Regions from separate parts of the Hordeum vulgare genome. Here region 1 is linked to region 2. A link is a contact called in public Hi-C data. All regions are on one chromosome and are shown on one strand. Each heading gives the region's core, a stretch centred on a gene start, on an enhancer-like site or on the middle of the called end of the contact. The rest is flanking DNA. Distances are from core to core; before and after follow the strand shown.

Region 1 (6,449 bases), core at 217-2,716, 190 kb before region 2:
GTCTGTAGAGAGAAAAGAAATATTGCTTACATGGCAGTCAGTAACATTGATGTTAGCAACACCTGGGAGCCAAGAAGTAAACTGTCAGTGAGGCTATGCATTACACACGATGCTACCTAAGTTTGAAACAAAGCAAAAAAATGTATCTCCAACAAGAAGGAATCTAGGTGAGGCAAGAAGGGTATAAACGAAGTACCATCCGCTCCAGCTGTCACATTTCCGAGGTCACCAGCATGGCGGATTTCATCTTCGGGTGCCCCATGCACATGACCAGCGGGGTTGAAGTGCGGTCCTACAAAGGAAATCGACCACACCAATAAGCACACACAGTCCATTTCATCTGTGCTGGAAGGGGAACAGAAATGTAGGTACCAGTTGACATGCAGCCGTTGGTGGTGTCACCAAGAGCGTGCACATGGAAGCCGTGAAGCCCTTCCTTGAGTCCGGTGACACTTCCCGTCACGGTGGTTGGGCCTAAACAAGAACCAACCAATTTACATCCAACGAACATGAAAGGATAGAGTACAGAGGCTCTCAGAGCATGTTTGCATGATTACCATCTCCCTCCTGGGTGAAGAAGATGGTGCCCTTGACACCCTCGCTGCCGGTAAGCACAGCTACAGCCTTCACCATTGTGTATGTGATCTGCAATCAAAGCCCAGAAGCGAATAATCATTCAAGCGAGGCATCAGGACATCACAAATCACCCAGCAGTGCTTTAGCACAAACACGTCATAAACCTTGGTAATTAGCACAGGGCAGTTCTAGATTTTAGCTAGATAATAACAAACTAGTACATACAGGCCTTGCTTCGCCCACACACCATATGCTACGCCGCAAGCAGCAAATCACCAATAGTTACTGCAACCTAGCTATGTATAGTAATAAGTTCAGAAACAGAAACCCACTAAATATGACAGTAAGACGCGACAAAATTAACATGACACAGCACGGGGACGGATAAACAAGCAGTGCTAAACTGAGCCGTACGGACCAATCTACCGCCTCAGCCCATTCTAATCTAAACCCCGAATCCAGAGCACGTCCCACAACAACCAAATCGCCGCATCCCTCCGACACCGACACCAACGACGGGGACGCTCAGTAGTGATCCGTCACCGACCAACCGACGACCACGCACGAGCATAAACTGCACAAGCAGGAACACGGATCGGGACCGCGCGAGACCGGGGCCGAATCTATGCCCCGAAGAGCACGAATCGGAAGCAGATCCGGCCCAAAAACCGCTCCGGCGAGGTCGGGGACGCGGATCGAACGGAAGGAGTTTCGCAGACCTAGATTTCGGGGGCGGGTTACCTACCTCAGGTGACCCCCCGGTGCGATGCGCGGCGGAAGAGCGGAGTGGTTGGGGAGGAGGAGGAAGGCGAGTCCGACTTGGGTTTATGACTGACTTGGGGAGGGGAGGGGATGGATGATGCTGGGGAGAAGACTCGCGAACCGAGGGCCGGCTAGCTTAAATAGACCGGAGCCGGTGGCAGAGCGGTGGGCTGACGCGCTGGCTGCTTCACCTACCCCCTCCCTCTTGTTTCCTTTTCTTTTCTCTTTCTTCTTTTTTACTTCTCTGATGAAGAAAAAACGACTGGATTTTGTGACACCCGATTTCCTCTATAAATTCTCCGATCAAGGGAAATAACCTCGAATATTTGCTACGATGGGAGCACACGCTCTTCTCAACTGCAGCAGTGGTAAAACGAAAGTTGGAGAATATTTTTGAAAACGGTGCGCGTGTAGCCCACGCATCTTTGGATAACTGTGCATCGCATACGACTTCTCACTGATATGGGCTCTTCGATGCCCCGCTCCATCTTCTGAACTTTTGAAACCGGCGCGCGTGCAATCCACGCGCAACGCAAGTGCCTTGTTCTAAGAGCATCTCTAACAGCTAGTTTAAACAGATGTATATATTCATTTTAAATCATACTGTATGATGCTAACAATGCTCTTAGGCACTTCATTTAAATGGATGTGCAAATTTGCATGTCGTCCATAGTCCTCGACGACGTCCACCCTCGATGATGTGAACGGGTCATCCACAACCCAACAGAAGGTTAGTTTCTCCTTCGCGTCGAGAGGAGGAAGAGACGCATCGCGAGGATGCCGTCATGCCGCACGACCGAGGTACGCCCTTTTTTGCTCGCTGCTGCCGCCGTGCTCGGGGGACGGGCCGTCGCCGACGCGATGCTCAGGGGAGGGGCGGGCGGACACCGTCGTCGTTGCGCTCACTTAGGGCAGGGGAGGGCGGATGCGCCGCCGCGGCGCCGGGTGCCGCGAGGCGCCGCCCTGCTGGTCGATGGCGTCGACGCCGCCCCGGGGCGATGCACCGATCGTCGCCTCGTGCTGCTGTGATGGAGGATGGCTACCTTTTATGCGTGAATATCAATGAATGTGTGAATGTGCAGTGAATGTCTTAAGTTTTTTACACATGGATCTCAATGAATCTCACTGGAAGAGTTACCCACTTGCGCCTGAAAGAGTTACCCACCCCGCCTGAGAGATGTTGCCCACGTGCGCCAGAAAGAGTTACCCATCCTGTCAAAGCAAAATCCAGTAAAGGACCGAATTGGTCTACTAAAGATGATGAACTAATGGTCCAGTTGGAGGATGGTCCACTTAGAGGATATAGAATGGTAGTTATAAAATAATATTAATATATAGGAGAGATAATATAGATGTTCTCTATATAGACTTTCTGATGTAAAACTGAACGTGTATATCAGAGAATCTTTATAAACCATTGTCTATATGGATATATAAAGATCTAAATTTAGACGTGTTGTTGGAGATGTTCTAATCTCTATTATTAAAGGAGATGTGTTGTCGTCGTGATGATTAGATCTCCTTCTATCTCCCCTCCGAACGCTAGCTATCCTCTCACCCACGTCCTTTCATCAAATTTTTTCAACCCTGTTGTCGTTGTTTTCTCACGACGGATGCCAAGGGGTGGCTAATCGTACGTTATTGGGATCAAAAGGACGACGTCGGGTTCCGGAAACGAGATTGGGAACGAGCGGTGCGAGACACACGAAGTACCCATATTCGGGGCCCTCCGTGGGAGGCAACACCCCTAGTCCTGCTTGAGTCAGTTGATGATCCGGCTGGAGACACCATATGCTCCTTGAGATGTATGTTGGAGGAGGAAGAAGGAGATGAGAGCTCTCTTTTCCCCTCATATGTGTGTGTGAGTGTGTGATCGACCGACCCATGCATGGGGGGTGCTACAGGGTTTTATAGGCCAGCTCGTGGCTTACAATAGGAATATAAGGTACCGGGCGGGATCCGACTGACATCCTATGGAGCCGACCAAGGGTCTCACCGGCTGGGGAAGTCTTGTCGTAAGTGGGGGCCGCCGACTGCTGGGTCCTGCCTGGCGTTGGGGCCCACCGACCGGGCGCCACCATTGGTGCGTGCTTGCTACGTAGTGACGTGCACCGTGTTATGCGCGTCGCCTTGCGTAGTCGCTTCGGTCATCGTACGACCGGTTGCACCGTTGCCCACGTCGGGGCAGGTAATGGAGTGGGCGGGGGTGTGCTCGTCACTGTGCCATGTCGGCTGGTCGCAGTCGGCGATGATCGGTGGAACGTCCCCTCCATTGTAGACTCGCTCGGTCTGGCCAGCGATACCTGCAGCACTGTAGCCGTACCTTTGGTGATGATGCCCCTGACATGGTTTGTTGTTGCATCGCACGCCAGCTGTCCCCAAACCTTATCCACATAATAGTCATATCATTAGGGCATTTTATGTCAAATCATGTCGGGATTGCTCCCAGGCTATAAAATAGTCGCCCCCCCCTAACCACTATCTCGTTGGCTACTCCGTGAGAGAAACTAACACTTGTCATTTGAGAGCAACCCATTCCTCGAAGACTTTGAGAGAAAATCAAAAGTGAGGAAAACCCCCAAACACCCAAACCAAAACCCAAAATCCAAAGTGATTGAACATAAGTGAATAGATTGTTCATGTGTTGAACCGATGCTTGTTACATTTGAATATTGTGCATCTTCTAGACGACTAGACGTCACTGGTCTAGAGCATCCAGCAGTAAATTGTGGATTGTCGGGTCACCAAGTTTGTGAGGGTTTGGAAGTCTACCGTGAAACTTACCACGAGTGTTGGATGAGGACTGTGTGTCCTTAGCTCAAGGAGAATACGTAAGGACTTGGTGTCCTGGGATTGTGTGTCCTTTGGTTTAAATGCCAAGCCGCTCCAAACCAGACATACGAGTGTCATAGCAGTTGGAACTAGGTCATCAAATCATTGTCTTCACCGAATACCTCGTTATATTTCCTCAACCCTTCTATTTCCTCATTTATGTGTTGATGAAATTGATTGTTATTGTTTGAAGAATTTGACTAAAGAATTTCACAATTTCCTCATCTCAAATTCTTCACTTCACTTATTCTTCACCTACGTGTCCTGATCACGCTACTCGCACTAAGTGCATGTTTCATTTCATCATGATGACTATGCTTTTGGTGTGTTTTGCTTACGCATGAGTACTTCATCTGTTGCACGCTGTTCATGACTAAGCAATTTCCTCACAAGGAAATTCCTCGATGACGAATTCATAAAAATCACCCATTCACCCCCACTAGTCGATATAACGCATTTTCAATAAGCAGTACTACCGCTTGCACTACCATTCTACTGTCGCCCAATCCAACACAAAAAGTCGAAACCCTAGAAGCAGTGGTACAATGTGCGACACTGGTGAGTGGTACTACTGCTTGCCAAGAGTTGTACTACCTCTAATAGGCGTAGGCGGTACTACCGCTTGCTAGCGCGGTACTACCGCTTGGGACTTCCACGACACATGCACAGAAAACAGATGGAAACGATAAAACCAGGACGGTCATAACCTTTGCATACGATTTCCGAATTGAGCAAACTCAAACTTGTTGGATAGAGGATGACAATAGCTATCCAACATTGAAGAAGAGTCACTTGAAAAATGTCAACGGTAAAGAGATGTGAAACATTTATGAATGAAGAACCGACAAAAACTTCAACATCGAACACATCATAGAAGATGCATATGAACTCTGTTTTCGATAAACTCGAGCTTGTCATGAAGATGACCATAAGCTCTAAAACACACAAAGAGAAACGCCAAACAGGAACCAAGAAATATGATGATGCTAAGAATGCAATTGTTTGAGCTCTCAATGAACGATACGATCAAGCTGCTCACTCGAGAGCCCCCTTAAGAGTACCTCTATCGATCCTATAACCCAATCCCCCAACTACCACCATGGGACGAGTAAAATAGAAAAATCTATCGAGGTCAAAGCTTTGCCTTGCGCATAGTCCACTTGAGCTAGATGATGACGATCTTGTCCTCCTCAAAATGGACCACCTTTCTTGATTGCGTCGGCTCGATGAAGACTAGAAGATTGTTCCCTCATACTCCACTATCGGTGAGCCTCTCTTTGACACGTCTACTCATGTCCATTATCACCACAATGGACTACAAGCTTCAAGCGTGTGAACTCTTCGTGATGCTTCACTTGAACTTGCATACCGCAACTTTGATGGCGATCACCACTTGATGTCATCCTCCATAGGTTGTTTGGGACCTTCCTCTTGATGCAAGCCCATGGAAATACACATAACCGCACAAAGAACACTCACAAATATCATAGGTTAGTACACAATGCGTAAGACAATACTTATAATATCATGAGATCACTTGATCCCACTTGGTACATTTTCTATGTTTTATGTGTTGATCAACTTGAATCACTCTCTGTACTTAGTCTTGAATAACCTTGATCTTCTCTTCTCTTCATAAAGATGATGTCTTGAAGGTAAACATAAGTGTTCACACAATATTGATTTTTAAGACATGCTTGTAGTAAACTCAACAATATTATTTTACATGACCAATCTTTGGATAATCCTTGAATACATTACCAAAATCATACATGAAGAAATATGCTCTAACACTGCAAGATTCGATGAAATCATTTCCCAGACGGCGTGTAGGGTCGTCCATAATATACCCATAATACCAATGGAGGCTGCCAATTGTTGCATACCTTTTACTATAGTGAATACCAATGAGCTACCCCAATTGCAGTTGCACAGTTTAATCTCATTTTCATCAAACTACTAGAAGAGTTGGAGGTGTTTTGCTGCATCGTTGGTGTTATTGGGTTTTCATAATGTCTTTACTCTTTCTATTTTAAAATATTAGATGCATTAGTTTTTTGAAAAGCCAAACCTCTTTATGTTTGATTAAATTTGTAGAGAAATATATCAATGTTGATAATATCAAATCGGTGTCATTCGATTCATCATGAGATGAATTTTCATACTTTATTTATTTAATATTATAAATTTCGGTATTTTTCGCTATGAAATTGGTCAATGTTAAAGGATTTTTTCTTATCAAAACACTAATACCCCTTATATTTTGAAACCGAAGAAGT
Region 2 (6,994 bases), core at 4,129-6,628:
TATTAAGCATCAATGTCCATCTCGATACTAACTTGGCGTGTTGCTCAACTTATTTCAGGCATTCTACTGACCGTGAGGTTGCGCTTATGATGCTCATGGCCTACCTCTCATATATGCTAGCTGAGGTGTGCTTCTGATCAGATACAACATAAAAACTTACAATACCAGTAGTAGTAATCTGAAGTTATGAACTCAGCCTGTTTATTTGATCTTTGCAGCTGCTTGATTTGAGTGGCATCCTCACCGTGTTCTTCTGTGGTATTGTGATGTCGCATTATACTTGGCATAATGTGACAGAGAGCTCAAGAGTTACAACAAAGTAATTATTAGTTCGTAGTCTGTGTTATTTCAACAAGTAATCTTCAGTTCAGTCAAGAACTGCTGGCTAATTTTTGTCGTGTTCTTCGATTTAGGCATGCTTTTGCAACCTTGTCCTTCATTGCTGAGACCTTTCTCTTCCTTTATGTTGGGATGGATGCACTGGATATCGAGAAGTGGAAATTTGCTAGTGACAGGTCAGAGACATGTGCTTGTCACCTCTAAACTGCATTACCTAATTTTGATTCGTGGCCTTCTTTTTTCCCCAAAACATGCAGTCTTAACTCTCAAGTCTTTTTTCTTGCAGCCCTGGCAAATCCATCGGAATAAGCTCAATTTTGCTAGGATTAGTTCTGGTTGGAAGAGCTGCTTTTGTCTTCCCGCTTTCATTCTTATCCAACCTGACAAAGAAGACGGAGCTCGAAAAAATAAGCTGGAGGCAGCAAGTGAGTAATTTGTTGCATTAGACTATTTGGCAGTTGGATTGAGTTAACATCTGCTAACTGAATTTCTTTTGGTAGATCGTAATATGGTGGGCTGGGCTGATGAGAGGAGCTGTGTCGATCGCTCTTGCTTACAATAAGGTTGGTTCTAAACCACTTCTGCACACCATTTCTAGTTCCATCATCTATTAGTTGCGGGAGCCCCTTTTGCAATTAGAGGCCATGGATAGTATCTGGAAATCTATGTGATGCCAGTTTCCGGAATATCTGTGGTCGATGCCACTAGTCTGTGGAATCCTTTTGCACCTTGCTTTACTCAGATTCGCATCAGTTAACTCTACAAATATCTAGTTTACTTTCTGCAAGCTTAACTCTTTGCCTTGGAATTGCAGTTTACAAGATCTGGCCACACACAGCTACACGGCAACGCGATAATGATCACCAGCACCATCACTGTCGTTCTGTTTAGCACTATGGTGAGCCATCTAATCTTGTTGCAATCACTACCCAATGCAGTGTATCAGCTTATCATCTGAGGAGGTATGATATTCTGAACGTTTCAACTGTTCTGAAACCATCTCACGTGTACCGTGTTTACCAGCTGTTTGGCATATTGACAAAGCCTCTGATCCGGTTCCTGCTGCCCGCGTCGAGCAATGGCGACCCCTCGGAGCCCTCGTCACCGAAGTCCCTGCACTCTCCTCTCCTCACAAGCATGCTAGGCTCGGACATGGAGGCGCCTCTCCCCATCGTCAGGCCCTCCAGCCTCCGGATGCTCATCACCAAGCCGACCCACACCATCCACTACTACTGGCGCAAGTTCGACGACGCGCTGATGCGTCCTATGTTCGGCGGGCGCGGGTTCGTGCCCTACTCCCCTGGATCACCCACCGATCCAAACGTAATCGTGGCATGAACGTTGTGGAGAGAAGAGAAAAGCCATTACAGCTTCAGGAGACACTCTGAACTGTTGTAACTGGAAGAGAAGGAGGTGCTACAGCTTCGGAAGAAGGCGAAGTCTCCATTACTATTATAGTGTTTGGCTGACTCGGAGGGCCGAAGAAGGCGCCCCTCTGACGATGGTTCAGATGAACGGTTGGTTGCGGCACCAACAGGAAGATGAACCCTAGTAACGGTGATGCGAGTACCATCGCCTTATCGGTTACGACAAGCCTGTACATTTTTGTATGTAGATTAACAAGCCAATTGTACCCTATGAGATGAGATCTCCTCTGGCAGGCAGGCAGGCCATTTCCTTGCTCCTTGGCTAGGAGTCTCTGGCCTCCTGCATATCTACCAGTGCTTATTAATCTCCTCCCCCACTTTCTAGTGGATTGGTGTAATGGTGTGTACTTTACCAAGTTGTGTGAGATGAGTGATGATCTTGTGGCCTGGTTGCTACAAAGAACTCATCTCAAAGTTATCTATCTATTTTCTATATTGAATTGAACTGAACTTGTGTCTTGAACCTCAACGGCGGTGGTTATGTTGCCGATTTTTTTGCCAGTTCCAAGTTGCAATCCCCTGTTTTTTGTCTGCCAAGATACAAATCTACTTTTGCGAGAGGCTCGACATCTCTCTAGGTTAGCTTGCTGTAGTGCTGTTGCAGCATAATTAGGTCCATTTAACACTACTTTTGTGCTAGCAACATACTAGGAGCAGCCAACTTGAGTTATAGTAACCCATATGTTAGGCTAGGCATGGTTGCAGGATTTATTGTCCGCTTTCCCTCTTGAGCTTAGTGGTTTGGTCCGTTGCCCAGAATCGCATGTTTCGGATTCAGTTCCCATACCATGAAAACACAAGAGTATGGCTGGTTAGGTCGGTCAGTGCTGTGAGCATTCAGAAGAGAAAGCATTATAAATGTGCAAGTGGTTACCGGTTGCATGTCCATGCTTTCTCAGACAATGGGATGGTGACACTTCCCTCACCGGGAGGCTAATCATTCCTCATCACGAATTCAAGGACGGGTGGCCGGTTGCTGCTAGTGCAAGTAGTCTCTCAAAGTAGGAAAAAGGAGATATCACCTTCTGGTGACAGCTCCAAGATGTCCACCTTATTTTTTTGACGAAAAAACAAGGAGTACATCGTACCGAAGGTAATGTCAGTTAATCGACCATAGTTTTTCTTTGTCGAACGATAATGAGACGATTCCTTGTGCTCCGATTCTTTATTTTTGTTTTTGTATTATGAGCTAGTAAGTATGGACAACAAAGGTTCTTCACATGCTCCGTGGTGGCTTTACATTTTGCATCCCGATGTTTCTACGTGCCTACGAAGAAGAAAACGGTAAAACAAGACTAATATTAATGGTTTCGTGTCATGGACCCCGATAGGTCACAAGTATATGTTGTTGAATACACTCTGATCGAGACACTTCTCTTGCAACGTAGGTCGCTATACCCTGATACACTTTGGCGAGGGCATTTTTCTTGCAACATAGATGGCCAAACCCCAATATACTCTTGACCGGGACACTTCTCTTGCAACATAGGTTGCCAAAACCTTGGTTCGTCCGTTGCATAATTGGGATGGAGATCCATAGAGCTCAAAAGAATGAACTAGGAGAATCATGGGCTAAACACACACTTGGCCCACTTTTGCTATCGTAAAACAAGGCGGATATTGAGTCCTGAGGGTTTTATTACCATGTGCGATATCACCTCCAATGCGGAGGCAATGAGATGAAGAACACACAACCCTAAAACAAAAGAAACTTAGTCCATACTACGAAGATCGAATCCATGTTTTACCGAACTGAAGGTAACGTAATAGATATGAACAACAAAGGTTTGCAGTAAAAAGTAAAAACAAATAGTTTGGATCAGGGTCATTCGAAATGGTCCATCATAGCATCACCTTTTGCATCTCGGTGTTTCTCGGTGCCTTCGAAGAAAAAAAGAGGTAAGACTAGACTAGCATGAACGATATCATGTCGTGGATATCCGATAGGTGAGAAGTATACATTGTTGGGTACCCTTTGACCAGGACACTTCTTTGCAACATAGATTGCAAACCCAAATACACTATGCCTAAGACACTTATCTTGCAACATAGGCCACTAAAACCTCAGTTCACCCATTGCATAATTGGGATGGAGATTTAGAGCTCGAAAGAAGGGAATAGGAGAACACCGGACTAAAGCAAACCTGTCACCACTTTTGCCGTCCTAAACACATGTTGGGGATCGAGCTATGAGGGTCTTATTACCCCGTGTGACATCACCTCCAACGCCGAGGCAATGAAACCAAGAATGCACAAGTCTGAAACAAAAGAAACTTAACCCACAATACAAAGATTGAATCCATGGTTCCGCCCACCTCTTGTCTGAAGAAGTTGTCGGAGACGATAAGGACTCGAAACGGGATCAAATCCTAGATGCTGGATGGTCCGGAGGGTGGATGTACCTCAACCCATCAGGGATCAAAACCCAGGTTTTGACACTTGGGTGTCTCATAAATTGAAATGTTCTTTTGACACGTTTCCCTTAATAGCGAGGCGTTTGTGATGATTTTGTGAAGGGAAAATCTAATTAGCACCGCCGCATCCTGTCCTTTCCGTGCATACAGGCCGAGCATTAAAAAAAGGCACCCGTCGTTTTCAACCTGCTCCACAACAACGTGGACTCTATGCATGCATGCATGCTGGCTGAAAAAATGATTTATCTCACGGATTAATAATTTGATTGAAGATTTGTCTTTACCGTTAGGTTCGTCTCGACGAGGCCTTCAAAATAAGATCCCATGTTGACATGTTTCGTTGATTTTTTTTCATCATTCCTAGTTGCCACATTTATGTCATCATAGTTGTCATCTTACGGGTGTGCAGTTGTCACAAAAATTATACATAGTTACCGGGACAATAATTTTATACCTTTTAAGTATTACAGTGTTATGTGGAGCTAGAAAATGGTTATTAAAGCACTAGCAATAAGCAAGTAAATGCATGAACCAGCACAAGCACAATGAATCAAGTTTTTTAGTGGGGTATATCGACATTCATAAACCTGATAACCAAGTTAATTTAATGTGAGAACTATGTGACAAATATTGTGACAAGTAAATAATAGTATTCTGACAACTATCGACGGAAAAAATATATTATCGAAATATGTCAACATGGAATCTAGTTTCGAAGATCTCAATGCGAGAAAGCTAACGGTGAAAGCGGATCGTCAATTGGATTTATAGTTTAAGAGATAAAACTTTTCTAAACTTTAACATCAGAGGAATCTTTGCTGATGTCATCCAAGTGTATTAGTTTGCATGCACGAAGAAAACCGCAGCATCGGAAGACCTATGTGCTGCGCCCCTATGTAGTGTCTCCCTTTTGTGAATCTTAAAATTGCCGGTTCAGTCTTTCGAAGATGCTCGTAGGACTAGGGTTAGTGCTTGTTTCCCTCCTCTCAAAATATTTTTCCAGCAAAAGAAAATAATCTTATATGTTTAGAAATAGTAAAAAGGGACATGGTCTTATCTTTCTTTTTTACTCGAAATGGTCTTATGTTATCTTACTAACATTAGTAGTAGTATTTGACCAGGTAAGCCGTCAAGAAGAAAATGCCATAAACAACTTTCTGCTACTCCCAGAATCTCCCAGTTTGTCCTGACAGAGATGCTGGAGTATATTAGTACTCCTCCTACCACTGTAGAACGCAATTTCCCTGCCAAGTGGAGGCGCACAGCACAAATCTGTAGAGCATTCTTGTTCCTTCCACATCCTTGTCCCCGTCTCCGCGCATATCACCAACAGGGCCGCCGCCGAAAGGCAGCACCATTTCCCACATCCGTCCATACCGATGCCCCCGTCGCCGCTACAGGGAATCGCGATCCGTTGACATCCAAGCTTCACCCTTTTTTGCGTGCCGCTCTGAGAAATCCGTCCTAGGTTGGCGGGATCGCTCGGGGCCGCGGTTTCTTGGCGGGGTTGGGTGGGAATTTGGGCTGGATTTGGCTGCCGGGGGCGGGCGGGGAAGGCGATGTCTTTCAGGAGCATGATCCGGGAGATGAAGGGCGAGGTGGACGCCATCGCCCGGCGCCGGTCGCTGCCGTCGGCGCGCGTCCGGCGGGTGGCGGCGGTCACCGCGGTGGCGCCGTCGGAGGAGGCCGCGCGGCAGGGCTGCTGCTGGGCGGAGCTGCCGCCGGAGCTCCTGCTGGAGGTGCTGGCGCGGGTCGAGGCGTCGGAGCCACGGTGGCCGCGCCGCCGCGACGTCGTGGCGTGCGCCGGCGTCTGCCGGACCTGGAGGGGCGTCGTCAGGGAGATCGTCCGTGTACTCGAGGTGTCCGGGAGGCTCACCTTCCCCATCTCTCTCAAGCAGGTAGCCGCTCCCGGCAACTCTGAATCTCTATCTCTCTCTCTCTCTCTCTCTCTCTCTCTCTCCCCCCCTCATCACCATCCATGCTGTTCATTCAGCCGCTCCTCCATGGCAGCCCAGTGTTCATATTACAGTTCTTATATTAGTTGCCAAAAATTCCTCTTATGATGATATTATCTTTATTCTACGAGTAATTCGAGACTAATTAGTTGATCGAACGTTTAGCGGCAAACTTCAATTATGGCGATTGTGTTCACTTTTTCTTTCTTAGAATTGTGTGAGTTCCTTTTGATGTCCACCATTCCACGCAACGTAGCGAGCCTTCTTTTTTTCCTGATTGGAAGATGTCAAAGAAAGGTCCGTGTGAAAGGAGTTCTAATGTTGGGTAGCATCTACTCTGTCATGTTTGTTTTGTTTTCTATTTTTTATTTAATCCTCGAAAGTACAGTATTGAGACCGAGAAATACGTCTGTATTGAGAAGAAACTTGAAAAGTCAGATTAGTAAATACTAAATAATGACTGGTTGTTTGGTTGATTGGTCAACCAGGAGTTGGTTTAGTATGAAATTTCCAATGTCAACTGTTATTTAGTTCGAACAGTCATTGTCAAATGGGTTTAATACGAAAGCTATGTTGTCAGATGTAGTTGACCATCCTTTGTAGAACAGTGATGTCTAATTCGAGTTTTATAAATCATGCACCTTTTGTTGGTAGATTTGTTTGCTTTGAACTTACTTTTACCTCTCTAACGTGTAGCCTGGACCAAGAGATGCTCCTATCAAATGTTTCATTCGGAGGCACCGGGCTACTCAGACTTATTTCCTCTACATTGGACTGACTGATGGTATGCTTTTCACATTGGGTATATGCAGTCTGGATGTACTTCTTTTGCTCATGAACATTGTTTCTTTTTCGTTGT

The links. A called contact is a pair of places that touch in the nucleus more often than the background predicts.
Region 1: a contact with region 2 is called in a Hi-C map of seedling, with 1.6 times the contacts expected there. The contact joins the promoter of LOC123424819 here to the promoter of LOC123424817 in region 2. A contact is called at or near these places in 2 of 6 Hi-C or Micro-C datasets (leaf and seedling) and 1 of 1 datasets of contacts at active chromatin or transcription factors (embryo).

What each region holds. Positions count from the first base shown.
Region 1 is chr2H:50,447,377-50,453,825 of MorexV3_pseudomolecules_assembly, reverse strand. LOC123424819 (superoxide dismutase [Cu-Zn] 4A) reads right to left here and starts at 1,466. Exons shown (of 8, transcript XM_045108516.1): 1 at 1,322-1,466; 2 at 558-645; 3 at 373-474; 4 at 197-292; 5 at 31-62. The coding sequence starts at 633.
Region 2 is chr2H:50,265,116-50,272,109 of MorexV3_pseudomolecules_assembly, reverse strand. LOC123424817 (tubby-like F-box protein 11) reads left to right here and starts at 5,378. Exons shown (of 6, transcript XM_045108513.1): 1 at 5,378-6,078; 2 at 6,832-6,919. The coding sequence starts at 5,740. It overlaps LOC123424815 (sodium/hydrogen exchanger 2-like), which reads left to right. Exons shown (of 14, transcript XM_045108511.1): 8 at 59-125; 9 at 219-319; 10 at 414-515; 11 at 626-764; 12 at 840-902; 13 at 1,154-1,237; 14 at 1,363-2,211. The coding sequence ends at 1,677.